2 separate regions of the Zea mays genome follow, and region 1 is linked to region 2. A link is a contact called in public Hi-C data. All regions are on one chromosome and are shown on one strand. The core of a region is the stretch at or near the end of the contact, and the rest is flanking DNA. Distances in the headings are between cores, read along the strand shown.

Region 1 (3,043 bases), core at 313-2,812, 79 kb after region 2:
GCGGGACTCGTTAACAACAACGATGAATGTATGTTTCCTTATGCCTCTAAGTAGAATAAATCTACTCGTCATTGAGGATAGGAGCTTAGGAATCGATACTAGACACCGTAGAATCTAACATTACATATATCTTTTAGTAAACCGATGTGGTGGATTATTACGTACTGATCAGGATAGGGAGAGGGGAGTAAAAACAGCTCACAAGATCTAAACTATATAATCTGAAGGTTAATTTGGAATGAATTTGAACTGCCCAATTGGTCCATATATCTAGCGCAAGTCATCCAAAGCAAGGATGAACGACAAGGTAATCCAAATCAGACGACAATTTCCAGAGGTTTCTGCGTCTGGACCACCGCAGTATGACATCGATCCCATCACCAAATAAAATCATAGCTTACCTGAAGGGGGGGACCATGCATGCTGGTGTGTGTTCCACACAACAAAACAAAACAAGAAAAAGAGGAGCTTTATTTAGTGGTTAGCTAAAGGAACATCACTATCTGTGTGTGCAAAATTAACAATCCTTTCCGATATATATATATGCATGCGGTATCCAAAGAGAGATAGAAATTATATAAGCAAGGCATATCTGTCGTTAGCGGCTTAACGATGCTTTCGCGAGGCGTGTTTTCTGGGTAATAAACAAGCCACCCCCCCCCCCCCCACTAGGGCTACTGCCCTAGGTAGGCCCCACTGGCCAGCCAACCAACAAACCTAAAGAAAGCGAGAAGGCTCGAGAAAGAAGGGACAGGCTAAGGCCTAGTGGGAAGAGGAGAAAGAACGTATGTACGGGGGTGCATGGATGCATGATGCATGGCCATAGAAGAGGGAGATGAGAGAGAGAGAGTATAGATAGTATTGTATTGTATGTGCAGATTAGAATCGAAGATGCTCCCCGATATATCTCTAATAATGCATGATCGCATGCGTCCTAATCATGTCATGCCTGCCTGCCTATTTATAATTGTTAGTAACAACCATAGCGGCATCCTTGTAGTAGTGCATGGATTCGGGTGCCGGCCCGTATACTCAACTCGCTCGTTTGGCGCCCGGCAGAGACCGGGCTTTAGGGTTCATCCTTGCATTGCTGTAATAAAATCCATGTCGAGAAGACGGTCAGAAAGAACCTCAAGACCCGAGTGTATGTAGCTTTTGGTCATCGGATCGGAGCCTGCGAAGTGCGTCCACAACCCGCCCGCCCGGCAGTATGTATGTACACGCATGCGAATGCGATGGGCCGCCTAACCCGTGACCCGACGGATAAGCCGTGGGGCCCGCGATGGCCACTGGCGGAGTGTGGGGGCGGGTGGGCGGGCCGGCCTGTCCCTGGTCGGCCTGGCAGGCCCACCGACGGCTGCACCCTGCTCCGCAACCCACCCCAGCGGTTTGTACGCGCACCACACGCACACCCATCGGCGCATGGCTGGGCTCTGGCCTGGCCTGTGACCTCTGGCACGTGTGTGTGGCGGTGGCGGGGCCTCGCACGCCCACACGCCCCTCCCTCAGGCCTCACCTCTCTATAAAACATCACGCCGGCCAAACCACACGCACAGCGCCAAGGGCACCACCAGCAAGGACCAAGACAGAGCACAGCGCAGCTCGTCGGCCTCTCGACGCCGGTTGCTGCAACCACCGCCTTTATTGCCCACGCGGGCCGTGCGGAAGAAGCAAGAAGACACGCCAATGGAGGTCGCCGCAGCATCGGCAGCGAGCTACGGATTCAAGGCCGACGACGACGTTGACAGCCTCAGGGCGACGGAGCTCAGGCTTGGCCTGCCGGGCACGGAGGAGAAGGAGGAGGCCGAGGAGCCCCAGCACAAGGCGGCACCGCCGCCGCCGTCCACGCCCAGAGGCAAGAAGCGCGACGTCGTCGCCAGCAGCGGGCCCGAGGACGCGCCCAAGAAGCGCGACTGCGAGACCGACGCCGACGCCGACGCCGCGCCGCCGCCGGCCGCCAAGTGAGTAGCGACTACAGCGTTAGCGATTCGATGCTTCGGTTAGTTCACGGTCACCACGCACGCACGCGCGCGCGCAGATCAGGTCTGCAGCAGCAAGCAGAGCAGCGTGCAACTCCTGGCGCGCACATGCAGCGGCTCACGTCACGCACCGTCCTTGCGCAGGGCTCAGCTGGTGGGATGGCCGCCGGTGAGGTCGTACAGGAAGAGCTGCTTCCAGCAGCAGGCGGCGGCCAAGAACAAGCCGGCGGCAGCCCTGGCGGAGGAGGCCCCGGCCGCCGGCGGGTTGTTCGTGAAGGTGAGCATGGACGGCGCCCCCTACCTCAGGAAGGTGGACCTCAAGATGTACAAGGGCTACCGCGAGCTGCGGGAGGCGCTGGAGGCCATGTTCCTCTGCTTCTCCGGCGCCGCCGACGCGCCCGCCGTCAACCCCTCCGACTTCGCCGTCACCTACGAGGACAAGGACGGCGACCTCATGCTCGTCGGCGACGTGCCCTTCGGGTAATAAGTGCTTGCCAAACATATATACTAGTATTTGATATGCATGGAGATTGTGTACGTCTATATATATTTGGACGACGGTATCTGATTCGTTGGTTTTTCCTCTACTTTTGTCTCTGCAGCATGTTCATCAGCACCTGCAAGAGGCTGAGGATCATGAAAGGGTCTGAAGCGAGAGGGCTCGGCTCGGCCAAGAACAACTGATGATGAGGCGTCTATCGCATGCTTGTGCTGTGCGTGCGTGCATGCGCCAGCAAATTCTTTTGTTCTTTTGGGGTCTTATTTCTTCTCCAAGGCGTCCCTGCATGGGTGTGGGCGTGTGGTGTTGAGTATTATGTACCTTCTCCCCTAGCATTGTCTGTGCCAACAATGGAGCAGCAGCTAGCAGCAAACCAGAGACATGGCGAGGCGAAAGATGAAGCTGCTTGCTTGGAAGGAGAGAGAGAGAGAGAGAGAGAGAGAGAGAGAGAGAGAGAGAGAGAGAGAGAGGGAAGCTTTGTGCATGCGTGGAATGATGTGTGGTCGCTTTGTTCTTTTTCTTTTGTGCCCCTTGTAGGGGTGTGTGTGTGTGTGTTTAGCAAGAC
Region 2 (3,212 bases), core at 515-3,014:
GGATCGAGGAACCTTCGCCACCGTGCGTCGAGGTCATGGAGTTGCGGCCACCGGCTGGGGGTCCACCGCCGCGCACGTTCTGGGGCAACCGCCGTCGTCGCACGCGGCGTCGCTAATGAATCGAGGTGGAGCGTAAAAAACTGAACCGTAGCACTCCGGGTCCTGTTTTATAGACGTCCGGATGTGGTTCGGCTCGACCGAATTGCACCGTCCGACCTGAGCTTCCTCTAGTTATTGCAAGCACAGGGCTCTTAATATATAAACTATATATATATATATATATATATATATATATATATATATATATATATATATATATATAAGAGTTGTACTGTTTCAATCAAACATATGTAAAATACATAAGGATCGGAGGTGCGGCACAAATAAAGAGATAGAAAAGTAAATGTACGTGATAGTTCGTCTACTGTGAATAACTGTGTTCAAAATCAACTGGGCAAAGACAAAGAACTATAAAACCACTTGAACAAGAACAAATTGGAGAGCAAAGGCCGGTAAGCAGTTTCGTTTAGCTCAGTATTTGCAAACTCCCAATCCTCATAAAATGAACCCAAACTCCTAAACCTGCACTATATAGTAGTAGAGAGGCATAGAGCGCGTGATGATAGACGTGACATTGCGTGGTGGACGTACACGCTCATGGAACTATTATGAATTGGAACGACGTCGCAGTCTGTGTGCACGGGCGGGCAGTGAAAGTGACACGTACGTGCGTGTGGTCAGTGGTGTGGGCGATCGACCAAACCACGCGCATGCACGCACGCACACGCTCGATCTCTCTAGCGTACGTGTTGTCTCTGTCCTAGCTATAATATAGCAACTGATTAGCAGTGTAGTTAATTGCGACGCTTACGTTCAATCTTTCGCACTGACGCTGACGCCTGTTGGGATAAGATGATTAGTAATAATTACTACGTTCACAAATAACGTCTATTTTATTATTTAACTATTTTTTTGTTATAATCGACACGGTGTCTCTAAGCATTTTATAGCATATCCAAGACCAAGAGTAACTTAAATCAATACTCTATCTTAAAATATAGAGCTCAACTAATAAAAATAACTGTAACATTGTATTATTTTATGAAATTTTTATCAAAAGCGTATAGGACACACCATGAAGTGAACTAAATATATTATACCTATATTAGTGTTCTATCTTTATTACAACTGTGGCTATAAATTAAACACATACCTAACTTAATTAAACATGTCTAACCTTAGATGTGATAAACTGTAGCAGCAGCGAACTAAACATGCTCTGAGTCCATCTCCGGCGGCTCATAAGCCCCTCCTCTAGGCTAAATTTTAGAGAAGATTATTTAAAATTACTGCTTCTCAGAGTACCTGCTTGTTCGCGTGTTTTTCCTAGATCTTGTTAGCGCTAAGATTTATTTTAAGAACGCCGATAGCTGCTGGATCGGATAAAGGTAGCTGCATGCCTACTTACCAGCAAGGCCGTAGTCCAGCTAGCTAGCACTACCACTACATCCATATCGACAGGTACGTACGGTACCCCATAAAATTCATGGCAAGACGTTGACGCGTCACGCACGAGAGCCAGCTAGCTGCAACAACAATCCAAGGTCCGTTGCATTGCAGTTGCAACTAGCTGATGATACATATGCTACCTATGCATGCATATATATATATGGCTAGCTATAGCTAGCTAGTACTACTCCGTGGTATGGACGACTAGCGAGCCCAGCTACATTCTTGCGACGACGTACGTGTCGATCTCACATGCGCACATACTGTACTGTCCAGTACTACGTGTCCACACGCTAGTTACTGCTACCAAGCACTGGAGCAGCGCATGCACGCTTCTCGTTCTCTTCTCCGTTGGCCAGCTGCCGATGCATCCAGCTATCGTTGCATCTTCCATGCATGGGATGGTATAGCCGTATAGGTATGCATGTACGTACGTATACGTGGACCACGCGATCCCGGGCCCATGCATGCATGCATCGTTGTCGCACGTATATATGCACGTACCAGTACCACGCGAGCCCATCTTCGCCTGTTGGGTCGTTAATGGATGCACAGTGTGGGCATGGGATGGATCGGAGTAACCATGCATGCATGATTGCGCTGCATCTATCGAGCTGTATCTTTCAAGCCACTTCTCGTCTGCTCGCACTGTCCACTGTACGTACGGCGTGGTCCAAGGATACAATTTTAACCCCTAAACCTGAAACCCAACCGATATCCGATCCGACGATGGGTGTAGCTACGGGTGAAGGTTTTGATCCGCGGGTACGTACTACAAGAATCCTAACGATTCCTGTCGGCCAAGTTAATTCCCATCGGTCAGAGAAAAGGCCGACGGGATAAAGTAACTTCCGTCGGCTAACCCACAGCCGACGTGGATAAATTAACTCCCGTCGGCTCACACACAGGCCGACGAGGATTACCTTAACTTCTGTCGACCAGAGCGTAGGCCAACGGGGATTACCTTATTCTCGTCGGCCCCGTACTCTGGCCGATGGGAATTAATGTTTTATGAGCAGGGATGAGCCCGCGCGGGCTCATTCCTCTCCTCTGATCTCTTCCTTGAAATCGACCGCCGCCGCCGCGCCGCCCCAGCCGGTCATGACCACCGCGCCGCCCCAGCCGGCCCCCATCGCCGTCGCAAACACCGGCGCCGACCGACGCCTCCCCCGCCGGCCACCATCGCCGCCGCCCCGACTGGCTCCCTGAGCACCGCCGTCGCCCCCGATCGCCTCCCCGAGTGCCGCTGCCGCCCCCAACCGCCTCCCCGAACGCCGTTGCACCCGCCTTGTGCCGCCTTGTCGTTGAGGTATACATCCTTAACTGTGAATGCGAGTGTGATTATAGTAGTTAGATATGTGTAGATGTTTATTTTCGTCGGATTTTTATGGCCGACGTGAGTTAACTTTCATGTGATTAGAGTTAGTTTAAAATTGTTAATTGATAGTGTTCTTAGTTTTCATATGACTTTAAGCATTATACTTGCTATTTTTAATATTACATGTGTGGCTTGATGTTAGGTAAGTATTAATTAAATTATTATAGTAGATTTAAGTTATGCTATTAAATTGTTGAATTTGATGTTATTTATTGATTAGATTTAACTTATAATATTAGGATGATGTATGAAGGTTTCGATATGATAAATTTGATGTTATGGTTAATAAATTTGATGTTCTGAAAATATTATTTAATTTAATGGA

Evidence for each region. Hi-C and Micro-C count contacts between places; a contact is called where the count stands out from the background.
Region 1: a Hi-C map of bundle sheath shows a contact between it and region 2, with 3 times the contacts expected there. The contact joins the promoter of LOC100192924 here to the enhancer-like site in region 2. A contact is called at or near these places in 7 of 25 Hi-C or Micro-C datasets (bundle sheath, endosperm, leaf and 1 more) and 1 of 3 datasets of contacts at active chromatin or transcription factors (leaf).

Annotation. Positions count from the first base shown.
Region 1 is chr3:119,456,579-119,459,621 of Zm-B73-REFERENCE-NAM-5.0, forward strand. LOC100192924 reads left to right here and starts at 1,563. Exons shown (of 3, transcript NM_001138108.1): 1 at 1,563-1,961; 2 at 2,124-2,459; 3 at 2,582-3,043. The coding sequence starts at 1,687. The coding sequence ends at 2,663.
Region 2 is chr3:119,377,652-119,380,863 of Zm-B73-REFERENCE-NAM-5.0, forward strand. No RefSeq gene overlaps it. Among protein-coding and RNA genes, the nearest start is that of LOC103650469, 4.8 kb to the right of the region's middle. Within about 2 kb of position 1,765, at least 16 of the 20 cell types and tissues checked have an H3K27ac peak or open chromatin away from gene starts, as enhancers often do. A contact at or near this core is called in bundle sheath, leaf and tassel, where this site is marked.